Linked DNA regions of Muntiacus reevesi: all the other regions are linked to region 3. The links are chromatin contacts, called in public Hi-C maps. All regions are on one chromosome and are shown on one strand. The core of a region is the stretch at or near the end of the contact, and the rest is flanking DNA. Distances in the headings are between cores, read along the strand shown.

Region 1 (3,138 bases), core at 79-2,578, 170 kb after region 3:
ACATTCTTTCGCTCATTTTAGGTGCAAAACAAGGAAATTACCTCGGACAACAACGTTCAGCCTTCTGTATTTGCGGAATGAAGGCTATTTTAGAGTGTTCCCTGCCTTACTTGTAAGTTAAGCAAGGGAGGAGCTATCCGGGTGTTTCCAAAGCAAAACCTTAAGGCAAAAAAGAACCGTGGTACTAAGATCTCCTACTTAGGATAGAATGGTAAGAACCTCGAAGGGTCTGCGACCAGAGCTCTAAAAAAACTACACAGAATGACGACGTCAAGTCTTTCATTGCACAATATGGGCCAGGCTCTTACACCATAAGAACCAGAGAAGGTGGTAAGAAGAACGCCACTGAGCTCTCAAAAGAGTCTGTTTTAACCCTAGAATTAGAGGGGTGAGAGCCCTGTGCCTAAGTTCAGAGGCCGGTTCTCTTTCTCAAGAAGCTAAAGGAGAGGGTTAGACGGGGAAGCTAGGGTTGAGACCCAGGATAAACAGCTCTGGGTGAATGGCAATAAAGATGACACTTCGGCTGGGCTACCGTGCCAGAAGTGGCCGAAGAATGGAGGTGTCTCTAAGCAACTTAGGTAGAGCGGGGTCTCAGTTCATACACAAAGGAAGGGCCACTGCCGCACTGCGCTCTGCTACTGGTAGGCAGATCCGCAAGCAGGTGACGGCTAAGAAACTATAGTGTCCAAAGTCAGAGTAGGCCGCTCTCCTCTGCCTCTGGCTCTTCCAGTCTCACACAAAGGACCGCGCCACCACCCCCTCGCCCCGCCCGCCGGGACTTGTAGTTCTCGTTTCCCCCACCAAGCGGCTGAGGGGGAAACAGCCAGACTACAACTCCCAGCAGCCTCCGCGCCCGAGCCCCGCACCCCTGCCTCCATCTTGGCTGCGGTCGGAGCCTCCATTTTCGCTCCCTCCCCCCACTTTAGTCACCAGCACCACCACGCGCTGCCGCCTGGCCTCCAATCTTCACTTCGGCTCTGCAGCCTGATGTGAGGCCTAGACAGTTGAACGGGGGACGGGTGGAAAAGCCCGGGGTGGGGACTCAGGGCGAAATGTAATCTACACGAGGCTCTAGAAGTGCCCACCCTGACTCAGAGGTCTCTCCCGTTTGTCTTGATTTTTTCATCCGCCCTTAACTTGGCTTCCTGCTATCCCCAATTGGACCCTGAGGTCGTACTCACCCCAACAGCTCAGCGCCCCCTCTCCAGCGCCGCCATAAGCAGCACGGCCCGGTACGTAGGAATAAATCTCGCTTCTCTCGCGAGAGTTGCAGACTCCGAGCGCGTGCACAGGAAGGGGAGGGGGAGTGTATCCTTAGTACGCCTGCGCACGAGGGCTGAATGACGCCAGCGGTGCGCTGTGCTTAACCACAACGGAGGTGGTGTCTAAATTCCCCTAGATCCCCTCCCCCTTGAGTTGCGGAAATCAATCTGTGTTTACTGACTCCACTGGGACTCAAGGGGTGGGGTGTAGGGTGACTTTCAGTGTCTCTGATCTTTGCAAACTTGAATATGCTTTAGGCTGTGAGACCAGGGTGAACCTCCAGGGAGAACAATTTGGAGGACGTATCAGAAATGTCATATAAAGGATTCTCCTTCCTCGGCAGTAATCCAGAAGTTCGCAAACCGCAGTTTCATTTTTTTCACATTGGAGGCTTTCTTGTCTGCTACATTAGAGTGGAATTTTATTTAGTATAGAGTTAGATTTTTAGCAAGGTACTTTGAAAACCTTAAGTGAGAACTTTATCTCCCATAAACTGTGTTGCTTGCAACAGACAGTGAGTGAGCAAGGTATCATGGCCATTAAACTCCTTCAACTGACCTTTCTAGTTACTGGAAGGTGTTCATAGTGTGATCCACGGGACTGAATCGGTAACCAAAAGGTTGAAATCAGGGTAAATGGATGATTTATCTCACAAGGAGAGAGGGTAGGAGGGAAATGTTAATTCTAACCACAGAAAAGTTCAATGAATTACACCTTGCCAAACATCAGGCAGTCCCCTTTGGTGAGAGGAATGCTTTTCACATTCTGTGGCTCTCTCGCTTGAGAACACTGGATAAAAAATGACCAGTCATGCTTCTGAGAACTTGCCCACCCACTTTATTTTCCCTCTCAACACTTACTTGTCCTGCATCACATATGTGTCATCGCTGGGATGTGTAATAGTAACAACAAATGGACATGGTGCTGTCCTCAAGGAACTTTCAGTCTAGCATCATTTAATCACAAAACCAAAATCTGAACATACACATTGAAATAACTGCAATGAAGGAAAGGTGCACAGTGTTATGAGAGTATGTAACCTTGGATTATAAGAGGAGGTAGTATCTTATTTCCGAAGTTCAAAGATGTTTTATCCAACTCTTCTGCTATTGGTCTAATCCCACAAGATGCCCCTTCTCTTTGATGCTTACCCGCTCCACCACAGCTTTCCCAGGCTTCACTGTTAATGCTTTCATAGTTCACTCTGTTTTTGCTAGTTTATACTAGCTAGTGATACTTTAGAACAGGGCCTGTGACATTCATTTTTACATCGCTTATCCTGGCAATGCCTGACATAGACAACCTTCAAAAGTTTGTTGAATGAATAGCACTGAACAACAATGTAAGAAGTTATTAGAAAGTGGAGTGTTCTGTTGGGAAGTATGGAATGTAAATACATCAGACTAGTTGTTTTGTTTCCTCTGTCCAAATCTTAAATTGAGATTTCTCCTCCCCAGCAATAGATCCGTTTGGATACTCTAATCTAATGTTATGGAGAAACTGCCCTGGGCTCTTGCACTAGAAATAAGGTCATGTGAAGCTGGGCTAAAAGTAGAATTAGGTCTCATATCACAGCAATGGGAAATATAAAAAATAATAGCCTCACTAAATTCTATAAGTACAAATCCTATTAATGAGAATAAGGTCTCACTTTCTACCATCACTCTTAACTTCTAAAGACCTTAAACCATGTAAGACCTTAAACCATTTCATCACCTTTATTCTGATATAGCTCAGTTGCCTTTATATTCCCCCTTGATCCATAATTAGTATCAAATTATATTTGACAAAATGCAAATATGTATAAACCCAGAAGCATATATTTTAGCTTCCAAGCTTTAAAAAAAGTAAGAGATGGAGTAATTTGATTTAAAT
Region 2 (3,149 bases), core at 59-2,558, 140 kb after region 3:
ACACACTTGATTTTTCACATTGCTTGTGTGTCAGGCAAGACAAATTTATGGTACTTTACTAGATGAAGAGAGTGATTGCTCACTGTCACATAACTAATAAACTGAAAACAGGATGGTACTCCAAGGCACAGTGACTCAAAATCTCATGCTCTTTCTACCTCAACCCACAGTCTCAGTTGCTTCAACTAGCTAAGAAACACCTAGATCTCTCAATCCTTTTTCTCCATCCTGCTATTATTCAGGTATTTATGCTATGACCTGTGTTCTTTTTAACAGAGCTGTCATATGTGAAGAAACTAAACGAGTTCAACAGTGAGTTGTTTACAAAACGGTTAAAAACTGTAAACTTTTTATAAAATCTTCAGCAGCTAATAAAAATGAACTCTTTCCCACAGACATGTAAAAAAGCTTAATTTATTGTATTACTAAACACAGAGCCCCAAATAACTTTTTCTCTTCTGATTATTCCTTTAGCTAAAGAACAGCTGAAGGGTACGGGGAAGAGAATGCGTAAGACTAAATGCAAACAGAGAGGTACGGTCAGCGGACCACCACTGGGCCTCACCTCTATGGTGGGATCATATTCATCTACAAAGTGGTTCTGGATTAGCTGGATTGTCAGTGCACTTTTCCCGACACCACCTGCTCCAACCACCACCAGTTTGTACTCAGTCATTTCACACCAGCAAGAACCTGTTGGAAAGCAGCAATTAGGGTTAACTGGCGAACCACAGAACTTCAAAGCTTTCTGTAATCAATAGTAACTAAAACCAGAATTTGAAATGGATTGGTTCCGTACACGTTCATCTCCACTTGGTTCTCAAAGTGATTCAGGAGTGCAAAAACACTTGCAGGTTACTGTGGATCTCAGAATTCTGGATTAATCTTCCAGCTACCCTCACCCTCGGTTTCAAGACTTTGGGCCCCGCCCTCAGCCTAAGGGAAAGGAAACCCCCTTTCCTACTCCTCCTGTAAATCTTTTCAGGTTTGGGGGGCGGCCGCCAGGCTGTCTCCCTTTCTTAGTCCCCAACCCCCTTTCTCCAGAGAACTCCTCCGTAGGGCTCAAATCGAAGGACACCCCCGCCCAGGGCCTTTGTCTTCAGTTCGTAGATTCCGCTCGATTTCTGGCAACAAGGAATTATCACTATGCTCGAAAGCTGAACGCTACACACGCCAGAGCCTTACCTCTAGCTCTACTGCCTCCACTTCGGATAGATTACGACCACAACCGGGAAAATTGTTGGGAGACCCCGGAACCGCCATGAACAGCCCCCACTAGGGAGCGGCACTTCCGGCCCCGCCCGATACGTAATCAGTCTGCGCCCAAGTCCCCGCCCCGGCCACGTGGGCCTCTGACCCAGGAGTCACGCGGCAGGCCGCACCCAGACCCGCCCCTCCCATACAGGACGTTTTAATAATGAAAGCGCTAGGTGCTAGTGTCTCAAAAATCAGTAAAACTTTATTCGCTTCCATTCTTTCGCCATTAACAGAAAACTGGAGAAAGCAAAATGTTATGTGTTTACAAAGATAAATGGCCTCTTTACCCAGAGAAGATCAAAACCTCAAACGACAACGGGGAAGATAAAAACACCCTCCCCCACATCCCCTGAGCTGACCCATGTCATCTTAGACAAAGCCTTCAGTCCACTGGCCAGGGACCTTGTATATGGCCAATTCAAGATGAGGGCCAAGAAATCAGACCAATCCGTTCCCGTGATAAAAAGTCGAACAGAAGCTACACCAAGGGTCAAGTGCCTGTATTTTTACAGGACACAGGAACCAGGCGGCTACTTATAAAAAAAACAAGATTCATTTCAGGCACAACTTTTTTATTATTTTTTCTTTTGTTTTGTTTTGAAATCAGTAAAAGAAACTGGGTCCTATAAGCTGCAGTGATCTAAGCAGCAGCAAGTTTGTGCATTCGTCTTTTTGTTTTTGTTTAAATACGTTTAAATTATCACACTGCTGGCACACCTCATTTGCATGAAATTCTGCACCATACATACTAATTGTAGTAAAGTTACCCCCCCATGCCAGGAAAAAAAAAAAAAAACTACTCTGGAAGATAATTTTCACTGAAATCTAACCAAACTTCGTTAAGTGGACTGTGACAAGATTATAAATGATATGAAAAATAACATTTTAACATTTGGCCATCAACTTAAGGAAATGGTTTGCCTATATAAATTTTGGTAATTTTTAATATATTCTACCCTCATATGGTCCTCAGAATTAAAGCATAATAAACAGAAAAGGAAAAAGAATGTAACTGAGTGCTAAGGCAGAAATTTTGCCAGAAGTAATGAAGGTAGAGTATATACTAAATATCAAGTGCAGAATTTCATAGGGCCAACAAGTTAACAGTCTATATTTTTCTCTTACACAGGCGAAGTGGATTCTGTAATTACCAGTTGCGTTAAATGCACCAAATAAAGCTCCTAAAATTGATACTATAAGGCGCCACCTTAAGTTTTCCAGGCTGCAACTGTGCATAATTTTAAAATGGTTTTCTTAAATTTATTTATTTTTTTAAACATAACACGAGGAAGGTGTTAAAACTGGTGTAATAGCTCAATAGAATAAGTATTCCAGATTTTGGGAGGGATGAAGAGGGAGATATTCAGAACCCTTCACCAGAATCCCCCCAACTTGATCATAGTGGATTAATGATGTGCTTTGTGGATGTGGTTAGTCAATGACACCAGCTTGACGGATCTTTCTTTCTGCACCAAATCCCTGTGAAGAAATAAAATCACAGTTAATGACCCAGGTGCATGACAATGGTTAATTTCACAATCCCAAAATGTAACATGATATATTTATCACATATATGTATGTGTGATATTAATATATAATACCAAAGTATTACTCTCTATCACCACCAATTCTTTTGCAGAGGAGGAAATCTATAGTAAGCTCTCCCGATCTATTACCTAAACTATGTTCAAAGTATCAGAACATCAAGAAATGTTCCTCTTATTGTAAGCAACCATTATGTTAGGGGCTGACCCGATGTGCAGGGATCCTAACTGATTATGATAGTGATATTTGAAGCACTTTGAAAATTAAGTCCTTTGAGCCATGCTAAAATAGGAGGACCTCAAGTAGTATGTTGGTTTATCAGTTGCCCCCATTTCCCCCCTAAAACT
Region 3 (3,049 bases), core at 343-2,842:
CTAACTATAAAGATAGGAAGCACAGGTTATATCTAAGAGAGCTAAAGACAAAACTGGCTCAAGTATTTGTGACTGAATGCAATTATCTGAAACTTTCAGAAATCAAGCTAATAAGGACTCATTACTGTCCTTAGTTCTTAATGTGGTAACATCTATATTTGGGTAACAACATTTAGAAAAAATCATGGGAAAACAAGTGTGTCAGTAGGAACCTCTCTCTTCTACTTAAAACTTAACCACTATTTTTTTGAGTCCGTGATGCTATCCAACCATCTTATCCTCTACCGCCCACTTCTCCTCACCAACTCAATAGATATGAGTTTGAGTCAGTTCCGGGAGACAGTGAAGGACAGGGAGACCTTGGCGCTGCAGTCCATGGGGTCTCAGAGTCAGACACACCTAAGCGACTGAACAATTAGACCCGGAACAGTATTTTGGATGGGCTTCCTTGGTAGCTCAGTTGGTAAAGAATCTGCCTGCAATGCATAAAATTCGGGTTCGATTCCTGGGTTGGGAAGACCCCCTGGAGAAGGAAATGGCAACCCCACTCCAGTATTCTTGCCTGGAGAATCCCATGGGCAGAGGAGTCTGGCCGGCACCCATGGGGTTGCAAAGTGCCAGACACGACTTAGCGACTAATCTACCACCCACAGTATTTTGGGTGCACTTCTAGGCAAAATATCTAAACGGTTTAGTATGGTTCACTTAGATATTATTTATCTCTACAATCAACGACATACATTCAGTAAATATTTAGGCTTTGAAACAAAGGCCGCAATCCTGTGGCTCTCAGAAGCTTAGGTAATTAGGCTTTTGTGTATTTTAAAAAACAGCCTAGATCACTTGTTTTATACTTAGAGGAAGAGGATCCCTTTGACAATTTACGCAAAAACTTATCTTGGAAAGACGTAACACTAATTTTTGCATTGTTAGGTCAGTCTGTGGAGCCCTCGGAAGTCTTGTGGGTCTCAGAACTCTGGAGGAGGCTTATCTATGCAGCTATTTTCTTTCTTTTTTTTTTTTTTAATGCAGCTATTTTCAACTGACTAACAATACTGACAACAGGGTAAGTAATAGTGAAGCAAGTAATACTTAAGCTGGAATTTACAATTCACTTTTAAGTGAAGGCTTTTAAGGCAAAGGCTCTCGATCCAAAGGGGTTCACTGTGCGCTGGGCTCAAAACATCACACTTACCTCAAAAGCAGAATAATCTGGGGCCGTCAGGTAGCTTAGATAGTTCTTCGTAGGTCGGTATCTGCGAGTTTCCTCCTCCACCAACGCCGCAGCCTAAGAACGAAAAGAAGACAGGGTACGAGCAGCAAATTGTTAGGCACTTCTTCCGGCACTATGGGCCAGCCAGCGCTGAGCCAGTTACACAAAACCCCGAACTTACCGCTTCGCGAACACCAGGCGCTTCGTAACCCTGATCAAAATACGGCAGCGCATCCACCACAACCTCCCCGGCCACCAAACCTGTGCCCGCCATCCTTAGGTTCACTGTAGCTTTCTAAGTCTGCGCCGGTTCAGGTTCACTTCAATACTCCAGTGCCCGACGCTAACGTAATCACGTCGCCTGCGCCCGACACTAACGTAATGACGCCACCTGTGTATCTGCTTTGGCGCACGCCCAGTTGTTAATTCTGAGGGCGCGCCCGCTAGAAATTGCCCGGCCGTTTTTGTTTTGGTCGGATATGACGTCACTTCGTGGTTTCCCAGAGTCCCCGGTACGTCTGTTTCCTGTCCCCGCTTGCTCCATCTTTTTGCCGTCGACTGGCAGCGAAGTGCGGGGCATTTGGGGCTTTCGGTTTCGACCAGGATTCGAGTATCTGGAAGTGGAATCCTTTAAAATTTTTGGAGGGAACTGGCTACAGGATTTGGCAGGGAGAAAGATACTGGGTTCCCATCTCGGCATAACTCCCCTAACCTTCCCCCTCTTCCCTTAAACTTCTTTCCCTTTGCAGTTCCTTGCTGTATTCCCACTATTCTTTGTTCTCGGCGTCCTGAGAAGCTTTGCAGTGACTAAATGCAGGGAGTGGGCTCTAGTCTCCAGTTAAATTGCGAAGCTTTAGGTCTGCAGAAGGAAACGAACCTGATCTCCCCGCCCCAGGGCGAAATGGGTGACTGCACGTTAATCCCATCTTTTAAAAAGGCTGATTTTTGCCTTCGGGGCGTGTCTAAAATCCAGTCATTTTGCCTTTACACTCTTCTCAACGCCTCCAGCCACTTCTGCTATCGCTGATGCCCAGTCTCTGGTCCCTGGCTTCCAGTTCCCTTTGATAGTAGAACTATATACTGTGCCCGATGTGCAAATCTAGACCCCGACTTCGCCAAGAGCTTGAAAATGTTGGCCACGGTTATTAGGCTTGGTTACTCTAGGATCGTTTATCCTTTACCTACTTTTAGATAAGTGTGTTAGCTATAGATTTAAATGAAGTAAAAGATCTTTACAATTTAAGCAGTTTTATTTCAAATTCTCCAAGAGACCCATGGTATTTTTTTGTGTTTATTCATCTGTGAATAAAAGATCTGTGAATAACATTTTATACAAATCTTGAGCGATTATCTTACAAACATGTCCAGAATTCGTAATTCTTTACAAAAACAAAACAAAACAGACTTAAGGAAGCAGCTTCAGATGGGAGGGATAAAAATAAGACTCCCATTCCTGAAGTAAATGGCTCCTCACAGAGGGATAAACACTCAATTCCCAGTTACTGATTGTTCCCTCAGGGTGGGAGTGTCAGAAGAGACCAAATGGGGAAATGTCTGGTAAAAGTCCCACCGGGGTAAGCTGCTTAATAAACTTTTTTTTCTTTTTTAAAGACAAGGGCTCAGTTCTATTTTATGGACCCACATCTGTAGTAATTGTATTATACAGCACCCATTTTACATGTTGTCTGTTTCAGATCCATCCACACACACCTGAATGGGTTGTAATGACAATACTGTACAAGTAAGTAAGTTGTATCATAACACAACAATGTTTTAAGTTTGAATATTTTTTATGCAGTTAAAGCCATCAGCAGGAGTTGAAGAAAACAAACTGAC

The links. A called contact is a pair of places that touch in the nucleus more often than the background predicts.
Region 1: a Hi-C map of muscle shows a contact between it and region 3, with 5 times the contacts expected there. The contact joins the promoter of CSDE1 here to the promoter of BCAS2 in region 3. A contact is called at or near these places in 2 of 3 Hi-C or Micro-C datasets (blood and muscle).
Region 2: a contact with region 3 is called in a Hi-C map of blood, with 2.9 times the contacts expected there. The contact joins the promoter of NRAS here to the promoter of BCAS2 in region 3. A contact is called at or near these places in 2 of 3 Hi-C or Micro-C datasets (blood and muscle).

Annotation. Positions count from the first base shown.
Region 1 is chr1:90,764,243-90,767,380 of mMunRee1.1, reverse strand. It overlaps CSDE1 (cold shock domain containing E1), which reads right to left and starts at 1,328. Exons shown (of 21, transcript XM_065906467.1): 1 at 1,182-1,328.
Region 2 is chr1:90,799,936-90,803,084 of mMunRee1.1, reverse strand. NRAS (NRAS proto-oncogene, GTPase) reads right to left here and starts at 1,308. Exons shown (of 7, transcript XM_065906503.1): 1 at 1,186-1,308; 2 at 566-693. The coding sequence starts at 676. CSDE1 (cold shock domain containing E1) reads right to left here. Exons shown (of 21, transcript XM_065906467.1): 21 at 1,435-2,736. The coding sequence ends at 2,689.
Region 3 is chr1:90,935,861-90,938,909 of mMunRee1.1, reverse strand. It overlaps BCAS2 (BCAS2 pre-mRNA processing factor), which reads right to left and starts at 1,592. Exons shown (of 8, transcript XM_065906596.1): 1 at 1,395-1,592; 2 at 1,196-1,288. The coding sequence starts at 1,487. It overlaps DENND2C (DENN domain containing 2C), which reads right to left. Exons shown (of 19, transcript XM_065906577.1): 19 at 2,445-3,049.